Linked DNA regions of Muntiacus reevesi: regions 2 and 3 are each linked to region 1. A link is a contact called in public Hi-C data. All regions are on one chromosome and are shown on one strand. Each heading gives the region's core, a stretch centred on a gene start, on an enhancer-like site or on the middle of the called end of the contact. The rest is flanking DNA. Distances are from core to core; before and after follow the strand shown. Region 1 holds the start of PAK4 (p21 (RAC1) activated kinase 4). Region 2 holds the start of GMFG (glia maturation factor gamma). Region 3 holds the start of PLEKHG2 (pleckstrin homology and RhoGEF domain containing G2).

Region 1 (4,187 bases), core at 1,101-3,600:
AGCGACTTGCCCATGATCACACAGCCTGTAAGTGATGCAGCTGGGTGTGAGCCAGGCATCCTTGTCCCAGCATCCCCTCTCTGAACCGCTCCCCAGGACTGCCTGGGAGCTCCACACACACGGGGCAGCCACTCACCCACCTCTGCTTCACTGCCAGCCCCGCTCCGAGCCGGGAACCCTCGGGGTCTCACTCAGGCGCCATGCTGCCCACAAGCCCCCAATTCTGCACCCCTGACCTCCACTCACGCCTCTCCGTCTGCTTGGCACAGCCTTTCCCATTCTTCCTACCCATCCTTCAGAGCTTGCCCAGGGGACTTTCCAAGTCTCCGGCCCAGGCTGGGGCCCAGAGGTGGGGCATTTTCCTCATCCCCGAGCATGTTTTCGCAGGCCACATTACCCTGGGCGAGATGTAGCCATGTCTCACTGGCTAAGGGTCTGGTCCCAGTCCACTTCCACCAAGGGACACTGAGGGCCCCTGGGAGCCAGGGGATCCCCGCTGTCCCATTCACTGCTGCAGACCCAGCACCATGCCTAACATTCAATTGCCACCAACCCTGGGGGAATTCAGGGAAAGAACAGGGGAAAATTCCTGCCTGTGAGGGGCCCACCTTCTAGCAGGAGGCAGATCAACTGAGCTCTGATAAATAAGTTAAGGACAGAGGGAAGGGCTGGCAGAGAACAACAGTGAGATAAAGAGTGTCTGGGGGCAGGGTGGTCCCGGTCAAGCTGTGAGCGTCTGGTGAGTGAGAGGGTATAGAGCAGAGAAGGGGTTCCAGGCAGAGGGAACAGGAAGGTCAAAGACCTGGAGACAGGCATTAGCCTACAGAGCTGAAGAACAGCAAACAGGCCAGTGTGGTTGGACCTCCCGGAGGGATGGGGAGAGCAGCAGAAAAAGAGGTGGGAGCGACTGAGGACCATGATGAGAGGTTGCGGTTTTAAGTACAGAGAACACCCAACTTTGTACAGAGTACCACCCAAGGACACCCTCCCTAGCCAGGAGCCTGCCAGATTCACTTGGGCTCTGGGCCACCCATAAACACCGCTTCCCATAGGCCCAGGGGAACCTCTCCTCCCAGATCACACCCTTCCATGGAGGCCAAAGAGACAATCTATTCCTGCCCAAGGAGTGGCCAAGCCTTGCCCAGCTCCCTACTTCCAGGAACAGACCGCCGGCAGTTTACAGTGTGGCGACCGGAGGCCGGAGCTCTGGAATTATTCAGATCCAGCAGGGAATCTTCCTTCATTACTTAGCAGAAGCTCTCTGTGCCTCATTCTCCTGGCTGTAGAGTGGGTCTATCTAGATTGTGCTATAGTAAGACTAGGCCCACAGGGTGCTGAGTACAGCCTCAGCACTCATTAAGTATTAACCAACATAATGAGTATTTGAGAGTCAGTAGAGCATAGAACTCTGAGCCCAGGACTCCAGAGTTCAAATCTCAGCTGCAAAACTAACTCATTAGGCGGCCCTGGGCAAAACACTAAGCCTCTTAATAATGGCACCAAGCCCAAAAGGTTGTGGTCAGGATTAAATACATGGAAAACGTTCAGAACAGGGCCTGACACACAGTAAGTGCTTTATGAGTGTTTGCTATTCTTTTCATTATCTGGGGTGGGGGGGGTGGGGGGGTTACTTCTCCCCCATCAGAAAGCACCTTGACCTCTTTCTTGAGTGTCCTATCCCTCCCCTCCAGCAATATGCCCCATTTGGGTTTTAACTTTTGACCCTTGGGACCATCATCTGTGATTTTTCTCCAATTTGGTCACGTTCCACCGCTGATTCCATATAAAGATGCCCCCCAAGCCAAATCTCATTCATTTGCTTCACTGGCTGCTGCCTTAAATCTCCAATCCGCGGCCCCCATGGCTGTGACCTCTGACCCTCGTGGGCACATCCTCCTATCAAATTATTAATTTTGACCCTCTCCTTTTTGACATTCACCCCGTGCCCCTCCAACGAGCTCCCGCTTCAAACTTTGAATTTTGCGCCCCCCTCGCCACGCCCCCTTCGTTTGACCTCTGACCTCCTCTATAACTCCCTCCCGCTCAGCGTTGACCCGCGACCCCCTGGACGCGACCCTTCCCTCCACGAGTGAACTTTGACCCCAGCGGCCCCGCCCCCTACTCGCGTAAACGCTCTCCCACCGCACTGCCCAGCGCACACCAACCCCATGGCCAGACAGCTTATCCTACCGGCTCGGCACCGCAGTCGCTCGCGGCCTGGCCGCTCGGCCCGGAACTCGGCGCCCTCCCGCTGCCCTCAGCTCTCTGGCGCCGCCGCCGCCACGGCCACTGCCGCCGCCATGTTGAATCCCCAACGAACATCCGGGGCTTTCCCCCCTCGCCGCCCACCAGTCCCCATAGCAACGGGGCTGACCCGGCAGGGGGCAGGGCCGGCTCAGGGGCGGAGCTGGACGCCTGGCAGCGCCCGCTCCAGCCTCTGATTGGTGCATGTTGTCCAATCGGAGACCTTCGGGCGGAAAATGCCAAGCCGGGATTGGAAAATTTGGAAAGCTGGCTCCAAGCCCACTTGGATTCTTAAAGGGGAAAATGACTATTCTCTTGTAACTGCATCCCACCTTCCACCCAAAGGAATTAGGGAGTGGAAGCCAGTAGTGGGTAATGATGGCCAGAAACGGCTCTGAAGCATGTACTATGTGTCAGACACCCCGCCAAGTGAAATTTCTTGCTGAATGCTCAGTACAACCGTATTGTATATTAACGCCCATTTTACAGATAAATTGAAGTTTAGAGGGGGCATAACTAGCTGCTTGGGGATCACAGAAAGTAAATAATGAGTTTTGAACGATGTCTGTCAGTCTGAGCCCGAGAACTTCACCCTGAACCAAGACACTGTTACCTAAATCTTTTTGGTAAGTTTTTTGTTTGTTTTTAGCAGGCATTTGTTAAAAAACAAAACAAAACCCGTAAACTAAACTCGGACATCTTTTTCTGTGATTTCACTCATTGGTTCTAGCAATGAGTTTGTGTGTGTGTTAGTCTCTCAGTTGTGTCCGACTCTGCGGCTCATAGAATGTAGCCCGCCAGGCTTCTCTGTCCATGGAATTCTCCAACAAGAATAATGGAGTGGGTTGCCAGTCCCTTCTCCAGGGGATCTTCCCAACCCAGCGATCGAACCCGGGTCTCGAGCACTGCAGGCAGTTTCTTTGTCGTCTAAGCCACCAGGGAAGCCCAGTCAGTGGGTTTGCCCTTCCCCCTCCCCACAAAAAACTCAGGTGCTCTCCCACTTCAAGGTCATTACATTGATTATTCCTTTTTTCTGGAATAGACTTCCCCCAGGTACCCTCATTTCAAAATGGGGGAAATCAATATGATAATGCATGCAAGGTGCTTGCTGGTACCTGGAATTTAGTAAGCACTCAATGCATATGGGGCTTCCCAGGCGGCACCAATGGTAAAGAACCTTCCTGCCAGCACAGAAGACATGAGAGACATGGTTTCAATCCCTAGGTTGGGAAGATCCCATATTCATTTGGGATTGCCTGGTGTCTGAGACAGTAAAGAATCTGCCTACAATGAAGGAGACCTGGGTTCGATCCCTGGGTCAGGAAGATCCCCTGGAGGAGGAAATGGCAACCTACTCCAATATTCTTTCCTGGAGAATTGCATGGACTGAGAAGCCTGGCAGGCTACAATTCATGGGGTTGCAAAGAGTTGGACAGGACTGAGCAACTAACACATTAACACTTAACACAGGTACCCTCATGGCTTCTTCCTCCCTTCACTCTTTCAAGGTTTACTCAAATGTCACCTTATCAGGGGAACTGTCCCAGCCCACCCTGACTAATGCAACAAACACTCCTCTCTCATGCTACTAAACTCGTTACCTTGTCTGCTTTTATTTTCTGTTGCTCAGATCACCTTCTAACATACTATCTAATACACAGAATTAGCTAATCATAGTTATCGTTTTTTGGTCATCTGCCTTGATGGCACGTCTCTCCAGCATGGAGAGCATGGAGTTTTGTTTTGTTCACTGTGCATGCCCATTTGTTGAATGGATGGTTGGATAAATTGTAAATCCACCTCTGCAGAAGTACTCTTAAATGTTTAGTGCATATCCCTTGCCCCAGCACGGTGTCTTACAGAGTAGGCATTTAATTAATATTTGCAAAAGCAGTGAATGAATGATGCATAATTTCTTTTTTTCTCTGTACTTTCAGTGTGCG
Region 2 (4,208 bases), core at 71-2,570, 190 kb before region 1:
CTTCATAATAAAGGAGGTACTGGTTTGATAGTATTAAACACCATTGTTGTAGTGCCCATTATAAGGCCCATGAGGTTGAATAACTGCAGAAAAAAAATACACCATTACCTGAGCGCTGGTGAGTTTCCTCTTTCTCCTCCATTTCCCCATCAACCTAATAAGTTGCAGTTTGATCAGCAAACATTTCTAAATTCCCCCTTTTAGCTCTGGAGTTAAAATATTCCAGATTAGGGGGTAGTGGAATCCAGGAAGGATTCCTGGAGGAACAGTTAAAGAGCTTATTTCATCATCAAAAAAGTCTGCAAACAAAAAAATGCCAGAGGGTGTGGAGAAAGGGAAACCCTTCTGCACTATTGATGGGATGTAAATTGGTACAGTCTCTATGGAAAACAGTATGGAGATTCCTTAAAAAACTAAATATAGAACAACCACATGATCTAGCAATCCCACTCTTAGGCATATAGCTGGAGAAAACAATAATTTGAAAAGGTACACACAGCATTGTTTACAATAGCCAAAAAATGGACACAACCTAAATGTCCATCAACAGAGGAGTGGATAAAGAAAATGTGGTACACTCCAAAAAAGATGTGTTACATATCAATATACACAATGGAATATTATGCAGCCATAAAGAAGAGTGAAAAATGCCATTTGCAATGACACAGATGGACCGTCCCTGAGATTTTTATACTGAATAAAGTCAGACAAAGAAAGGCAAATATTATATAATGTTGCTGTATGTGGAATATAAAAAAAGTTACAAATGAACTTATTTACAAAATAGAAAAAGAGTCACAAATGTAGAAAACTTATGGTTACCAGGAAGGAAAGGGGGAGAGTGACAAATTGGGATATCAGGATTGACATGTATATACTACTGTATATAAAATAGATAACTAATAATAACCTACTATATAGCACAGTGAACTCCACCTGATACTCCGTAATGACCTACTTTGGAAAATAATCTAAAAAAGAGTGCAAATATGTATAGTTGATTGACTCACTTTGCTTTACACCTGAAACTAACACAACATTGTAAATTAGCTATACTCCAATAAAAATTAAAAAAAAAAAGAGCTCATCACTACCTATGGTGTATTGGGTGTTGGCCACCTTGCTGGGAGATATGTGAAGTTATTTTATCCTCATAACCATCCTGAATCAGAGGGGTGAAGTTACTTAGCTAGAGCCACACAGTCAGGAAGCACTTGAACCCCAGTCTGGGTGACTGTAAAGCCTGGGAGGTCCCAACAGATGAGGGGAAGGAAGGAGAGGGAGGAGCCATCTGTGACAGTTGTCTCAGAATGGGCATAAACAGGATGTGGTGTTGGATGAAACTTTTCCCCTACCCCACACCCCGCCCCTGTAGCTGTGGTCCCCACCCCTAGAAGACAGCGGAACCAAGGAAAGAAGAGGCCCCTGGACCGTAAAGTCATGGTCGGGGGCCAGGGTCGTATGGGAAGGCCTAGGGGCTGGAGTGGGACTGGGGCTGGGAGGAGGCCGGGGTGAAGGTCAGGCTGTGGATGGGAGGTCAAGGCCGGGGAAAGAGAGATGGCGGTTCCGGGTTTAGCCCCAGGCGAGCAGATCCCCGAGCCTCCCTGGGCGCTGCCCAGGGGCACCTGCCGAGAGGGCTCCCCAGTCCAGACCCTGCTCATCCAGGGGCAGCATCCGCTCAGAGGAAAGGGTGCCTTTCCCCAGTGTTTACACAGGCAGTCTATGGGCTGTGGGCCTCGCCTCGTTATTAGTGGATGGAGAAACTGAGGTTTGGGGAACGGGGCAGGGCTGAGGCCAGGCGACTCAGCTCTTAACTGGGCTCCTCTGGCAGTCCGACTCCCTGGTGGTGTGTGAGGTGGACCCCGAGCTACAGGAAAAGCTGAGGAAATTCCGCTTCCGAAAAGAAACGGACAATGCAGCCATAATAAGTGAGTGTCTTCTTCCCTCCCGACGGATGGGGGGTGGGGGGAGCATAGGGACAGATGGGAGGGGCGGCTAACCCACCCATGCCCTCCCTCCTCAGTGAAGGTGGACAGAGACCGGCAGATGGTGGTGCTGGAGGAAGAATTTCAGGTGAGGGGTTGGGGGTGGGACTGGGAGACCCAGAGGGCTGTGACTGAGGCTAAGAGCCTGGGGTGGGGAGCCAGAAAAACCAGGAAGTCAAGTTCCAGCTTAGCTGTGACTCTAGGCGAGAAACTCTGCCTGTATAGGCCTCTCATCTGTGAAATGGTGACAACAGTCCTCACCTCTGCGGGTTGTCTGTGAATGCAGTGATTTAATCCTTGTAGTCTGCTTAGAAAAAAGCAAGTGTCTTAACACCTCTGGGCCTCAGTTTGTTCACCTGTAAAATGGGGGTAATAACAGGACCTACCCCTTTGGGTTTGGGGAGAGGTCAATAGACTAATAATCCATGTGTTTCTTGGATGAGTGCCTTGACACAGTATATGTTTGTTTAATGGCAGTCTTTTTTTTTTTCCTCTCCTCCCCCCACCCCTCACAGAATATTTCTCCAGAGGAACTAAAAATGGAGTTGCCTGAGAGACAGCCCAGGTATCCTGGGGCAAGGAAGGGAAGGTCAGGCCATGGAGGGATGCAGGCTGAGGGACTACTTGGGGTTCAGTCTTATTCATGGACTTTGAAATTATGTCTTTGAGTTCCTATCACAGGACTTTTGGTTTGTATACCAAAATTTTATTGCAGAATTTTATGCTAATAGTCATACGTGATGTTAGTACATACTTTGTAAGGTTTTGATCTCAACATTGCACTTGTTTCATTAAAAAAAAAGTTAAAATTTCCTTATTTTTCAATGCTTGGGAAGACTTTGAGTAGGAAAGGATTTATTTGACCTTTAATGATTGGGGAGAATCCTGTGTGAAGCCAGAGGAGCCTGGTGCTTTTTGTATATGGAGAAGTTTTTTGACACTTCTATGAAAACTGGTCTCTCTAGATTTTTTCATCTTGACTGGGGTGAGTTTTGGGTGTCCTAGGACTTTGAAACTCAATCCCAGGCTCTAGATCTCAGTCAGCACCCTGGGCATCTGACAAGTGCAATCACACAGGGCCCCATACCCAGAAGGGAGCCTTGAAGGCAGGGCTTGATGCCTGCTATCTTGAAATTCTTTCTAGTTTTATCTCTAAATCTGTTTCATTTAAAGTCTGAAAGGACAGTGGAGCCTGTGCTGGAGGCTTGGAGCCTTCTTCAGCTCACACCTCCAGCCCTAGATGGGTTCTCAGCTCCCCACTCCCACATTGCCCATTGATGGCTGGTGCCCTCTGCCCTGGGCAGGGGGCCTAATTGCAGACTCAGGGAGTGTCAGGGCCAGGGGGCAGCACTCACTCCTGAAAGATAAATTCCAGAGTGTGCCCGTGAGCAATTTCACTCCCCCCATGAGTGTCCCCAAGCCCAAGACAGCACATGACTTGAAACAGGAAATTTTAAAAGACCAATATCAGTCTGGAAAGAGACTGCAGAAGAAAGGGGAAAATGGCTTTCTCCTGTGTTTATTACAAGGGGCCCTGCATTTTCATTTTGCACTGGGTTTGGGAAATTATATAGCTGGCCCTTGTCTCAGCCCCTGATTCTAGACTGCTAGACAGTAAAACATAGTGGTTGAGCACTTATACTCTACCAGTGAACTTCCTGGGTTCAAATCTACCCATGGAACCCCAGGCAAATGGCTTCACTCTCTGGGCTTCGATTTTCCCATATGTAGTATGGGGATAATAATAGTACCTACATCATAGGGTTGTTGTGAATAATCAAATAAGCACTTACTATTTTTTTTTTTGGCCATGTCACTCAGCTTGTGGGATCTAAGCTCCCTAACTAGGGATCGAACCCCTGCCTCTGCAGTCTTAACTATTGCACCTCCAGGGAAGTTCCAAAACCATTTTTTCTTAAACATTTTTTTCTTTATTGAGTTATATTTGATGTATGATATATTAATTTCAGATGTAAAACATAATGGTTTGATTTTATTGGTATATACTGTATTACCAAATGTTCATCATGATAATCTAGTTAACATCTGTCACGATACATAGTTCCTAAAAAATTTTTTTTCTTACAATGAGGATTTTTAATATCTACTCCTTTAGCAACTTTCAAATATACAATACAGCATTATTAACTACACTTACCATGCTGTATATCACATCCCTAGGACTTATTTAAAATAAACAACTGGAAATAAAATAATTGGAAG
Region 3 (4,034 bases), core at 653-3,152, 250 kb before region 1:
CCCCATCCCACCCAGCCCTTGACCACTGTGTGCTGGGCTTCCCTCAGGGCCTCAAGATGAGTCCCTTTCCCTACCGGACCTGGAGCTCTGTGCAGGAGGGCCGGGGTTGTCTTGGTCAGCCTGTGTTGCCTGCACTGGGTCAGCCTGGGAGGCTGCAGGGTCTTGAATGAAAGAAAGAACGCCCAGCAGGCTCCACCCCTCCCTCGCCCGCTCACCTGTCCGAGTGTCACACACAGCCGCACAGTCACACACTTCACCTCTGTGGCCGAGGCTAGGGCTGGGTTTGGACAGGCCCAGTCCACGGGCTCCCTCGGGCATGGCTGAGTGGCTCAGCGGCTTCTGCAGAAAGACCCCCTTCTGGGATACCAGGACCCCATAGACTTTCCTGCCTCCACACCGCCCCCACCCCCGACTCACAGACTGGGGGCTGAGGATTAGGAGGATGGTCTGAATCCAGGGAGGGGGCGCTGGGAGTAACTAATGGGGGAGACAGTCGCAAAGTAATAGAAAAAGGGGAGCAAGAAGAGATAACACAGAAAAAAACGGAAAGGGTGAAACAAAGAAGAGTAAAGCGAACAAGAGTCGCCCAAGCTGTGAGTCTGGTGTGTCTGGGGCCGGAGGCTCAGGGATCCTGGGAACGTCTGGGCTCCGGTTGGAGCCGAGGGCGAGGGGCAGGGCTGGGAAAAAGCCGTGGGCGGGAGGCCGCGGGGTCCCAGGGGAGGGCGGAGGAGGCTGGGGGACCGGATGCCAGGGTCCTGCAGACGGCTTCCTCCCCCACGGAGCGCTGCGAGTCGGGGCGCTGGCCCTGAGTCCTCGACCCCTTCCAGTCAAGTCCCTCTGAGATCCGCTCACTGTCCCCACCACCGCAGCGCCTCCCCACAGCCCTCTAGCCCCCAACTCCCGCCGGCGCCTCCGCTCGCCCCCCGCCGGCACGCCCCCTCATTGTTCAGCGGCTGCGGCGCCGCCCCCTCCCCCAGCCCTTCGGGGCCCCTCGCCTCCCCCCTCACCTCCCCGGGAGTCTCCAGCCCCGAACCGAGGCAGCCCGGTTCCTATTTGACCCTAGCACGGTCCCCGGGGAGGCGCAGAGCAGGCACTCTCGGGTCTCTGCAAGTCAGGGGTGTGAACTTCGGGCTCTCCGGCTCCGGGAACCAGAATCCGGGGTCTCTCGGAAAACCGGGCGCAGTGGTTCAGATTTCTTTCGTCCTCTAAACGGAAGATGCTGGGAGCCTCGACGCTCGAGTCTCAGATGGGGGTGCTGGGAACCCAAATTCCTGAGTCTTCTAGACAGGGTCGTGGGGTGGGGGGAGGGCTGGATTCCTGAGTTCCCTAACTCTAAAAGCAGGGGTTAAACTATTTCCAGACGGTAGCGCAGTGAGTCCCAAATTCCAGGGTCCTCTTTAAGTACTGGGCGCTTCAGCCCCAAACTGGCTGGATGGAGCTCTGGGAGTCCGTATCCCACGTTCCTCCAGTCCCGGGAGTCTTGGGCTCAGCTTTCTGAGAAAAACTCTGGAGGGAATCTCCGGTCTGAGATCCTAAGTTCTTCGAAACCGGTTGCAGGAAGCTCGGCCTCCAGGGTCGCGCGGGGCTGATGTCCCGGACTCCTGGCTCCTCCTCCAGGAGGGGGCGCTGGGCACCTGAGTATCTGGGGTCCTCTGGCCTGCCTGGACGCTGGGGCCTGGGTTTCGAGGTCTCTCAGGCCGCGGTGCAGAATTTCGGACGGCTGGAGTCTGCAACTGTAGACCCCTCAGGCTTCAGGATGGATGGCACCGGGATCTGGCGGCGGCGGCGGCGCCACCTCTGTGTCTGGAGAGTCCGGTCCCAGTGGTGGGGCGGGGGGCGGTCGCCTGGGGCTTCCCCTCCCCCCCCGCCCCGCCCGGGCTCATATCCTGTTCCCGCCCGCAGGGGGGAGGGGCCGCCTTCCGGCCGGCCAGCCCGCAAAGGGTTAAGACCCCTCCTCTCTGGGTTCTGAATATTGATGAGAAGGCGGTCCCGGACAGGCTACACCCCCACATACCAGAAGCCTCTCAGACTTTTCCCTTTTACAGCAAGAGCCTTCCAGGCGTGAGAAGCCGGAACTGGTAACGCACTTTCTCCTATCGGCCAATCCCAAGATTCCTATTTATATATGCAAAGTAGGGGCGGAGCTAGCCTGCAAGGTCACGTGGCCAGGAATGACTGAAGGACGCCGCGGCGCAGGGGTGCGGTCGAAGCTCCAGTGGCGCAATCGGTTAGCGCGCGGTACTTATATGGCAGTGCGAGCGGAGCGATGCCGAGGTTGTGAGTTCGATCCTCACCTGGAGCAGCTTTTAATTTTTCTCTTATAGGTTACACATTTATACATCTTATTAATCAACCGAAACATTACGTCACTTAAAAGAATAAACATTTCGATCGTCGGAATTTTTAGGCTGGAAAGAGTCCTGGGATCTGGCGACGATCGGTTAGGGAGTGTTTTTCTATTGTGGGGAGGTGCAGTTTTCCTCTTCGTCACCAGGGGGTGGTGTTGCCTCTTAGATGTATGGGAATTTGAGTCTAAATCTCAGTTAAAGAATTTTGTAGATATGTCAGGCAGTGTCAGGTCCTCAGCAAACTATGTAAGTGACTCTGTCTCTGTCCATCTTTTTCTATCTTGGAGTTTCTTCTTCCAGTTTTATTGCGATATACTCGCTGTTAGTTCAAGGTGAACAAGATAATTTTAGATAAATTTAGATATAATTTTAGATATGTAAATTGTGAAATAATTACATTTAATTAACATTATTTACCTCACAGTTACTATCGTGTGTGTGTGGGTGTGTGTGTGTTGGAGTTCTCGCTCTCTCCTCCTTTCTGAATCGATTATTTTTTTTCAACAAATTCTGAAGCTTGTGATCACTATGTGACTGATTCCTGTTTGGGGTTTCGATGTGAGTGATACAGCAGTGAACAAGACAAAGTCCCTGCCTCTGAGGATTTGACACTCGAATGTGAAGGGTTGGGGGGGGGGCAGATTGCTATAAACATAAGATCTAAGTGATTTTATATGTTAGGAGGGGGTAAAAAACATCATGGAAAAAGCAGAGCAAGGTAGGGAGGAAGGGGGTTGCAATAAAAGTAGTCAGGGGCCATCTCTGGGAAAACATTTGAGCAGAGACCTGGAGAAGGGGAGCAAGCTATTGGGATACTTCGGGGAGTACAACGGAAACAGCCAGTGCAAAGGCCCTGTGGCTGAGGTGTACCAGCAGCAGTCATAAGGACTAGAGCAAGAGTGACCAAGAGGAGAGCCAGGCTGTGTAGGCGGTTGAGGACTTAGGACTTTGGCATTAATGTGATCTGACTGAGGTGTCATGATAGTTTCCTTTTGGTTGTCTAGTGGGGGATGTGGTAAGAGACTGAAGGTAAGGGCAGGTGGGGCCAGAGAGGAGTCAGGAGGCTGGGCTGTAACATCTCTTTAGAAAGTGAATCAGACAGGGTTGCTGTTGGTTTGGATTGTGGGTTTGAGGGGGAAAAAGTCAAGAGGACCGGCTCTCTGCACTGGTAGCTGGTGGCAGGTGCTGTTTTCTCAAACAAGGGTGTATTGTTTGTTTCCAAGGGGCAGAGTATCTGTTTTTTTGCAAAGGGAAGGACCCTTTGTGTTACTTCTTGTTCTTTCAGTGTCTGTATGTATCCGCGTAGCTTGCTTGCGCTTCCTCTCCAACATTTCTAGGTTTCTGTCTCTCTCTTTCCCCAGCCCTTTCCCAAAACGGAGCGCGGGGATGGGAGGGCTTCATGGGAGAGGAGATCAAAGGTTAGGGCCCACCAGTGGGCTAGGGGAGAGGGCCACGGAGTGAGAGGTCAAGGAGGCATGAGGGTGGGAGGGGAAGAGACAGCACTCTAGGAGGGAATGGGGTAGGGCAGAAATGGGGTGAGGAGGGAGATGGAACCAAGGGGACGAAGGGTGTGGGCAGGGAGGGAGGGGTGGAGAGGAAAGGAAAGGGAGCGAGAAGGGGGAGGGAATTGGAAGGAAAGAGAACAGGGGATAGAGGACGGAGGATGGGGGCAAGAAGGAAAGGAAA

Evidence for each region. A called contact is a pair of places that touch in the nucleus more often than the background predicts.
Region 2: a Hi-C map of blood shows a contact between it and region 1, with 3 times the contacts expected there. The contact joins the promoter of GMFG here to the promoter of PAK4 in region 1. A contact is called at or near these places in 2 of 3 Hi-C or Micro-C datasets (blood and muscle).
Region 3: a contact with region 1 is called in a Hi-C map of muscle, with 6 times the contacts expected there. The contact joins the promoter of PLEKHG2 here to the promoter of PAK4 in region 1. A contact is called at or near these places in 2 of 3 Hi-C or Micro-C datasets (blood and muscle).

Annotation. Positions count from the first base shown.
Region 1 is chr2:260,790,401-260,794,587 of mMunRee1.1, reverse strand. PAK4 (p21 (RAC1) activated kinase 4) reads right to left here and starts at 2,350. Exons shown (of 9, transcript XM_065926063.1): 1 at 2,191-2,350. The coding sequence starts at 2,322.
Region 2 is chr2:260,975,615-260,979,822 of mMunRee1.1, reverse strand. GMFG (glia maturation factor gamma) reads left to right here and starts at 1,320. Exons shown (of 7, transcript XM_065920585.1): 1 at 1,320-1,443; 2 at 1,832-1,928; 3 at 2,024-2,073; 4 at 2,501-2,550. The coding sequence starts at 1,441.
Region 3 is chr2:261,040,577-261,044,610 of mMunRee1.1, reverse strand. PLEKHG2 (pleckstrin homology and RhoGEF domain containing G2) reads right to left here and starts at 1,902. Exons shown (of 19, transcript XM_065926083.1): 1 at 1,008-1,902; 2 at 216-339. The coding sequence starts at 318. TRNAI-UAU (transfer RNA isoleucine (anticodon UAU)) reads left to right here and starts at 2,210; the gene lies at 2,210-2,302.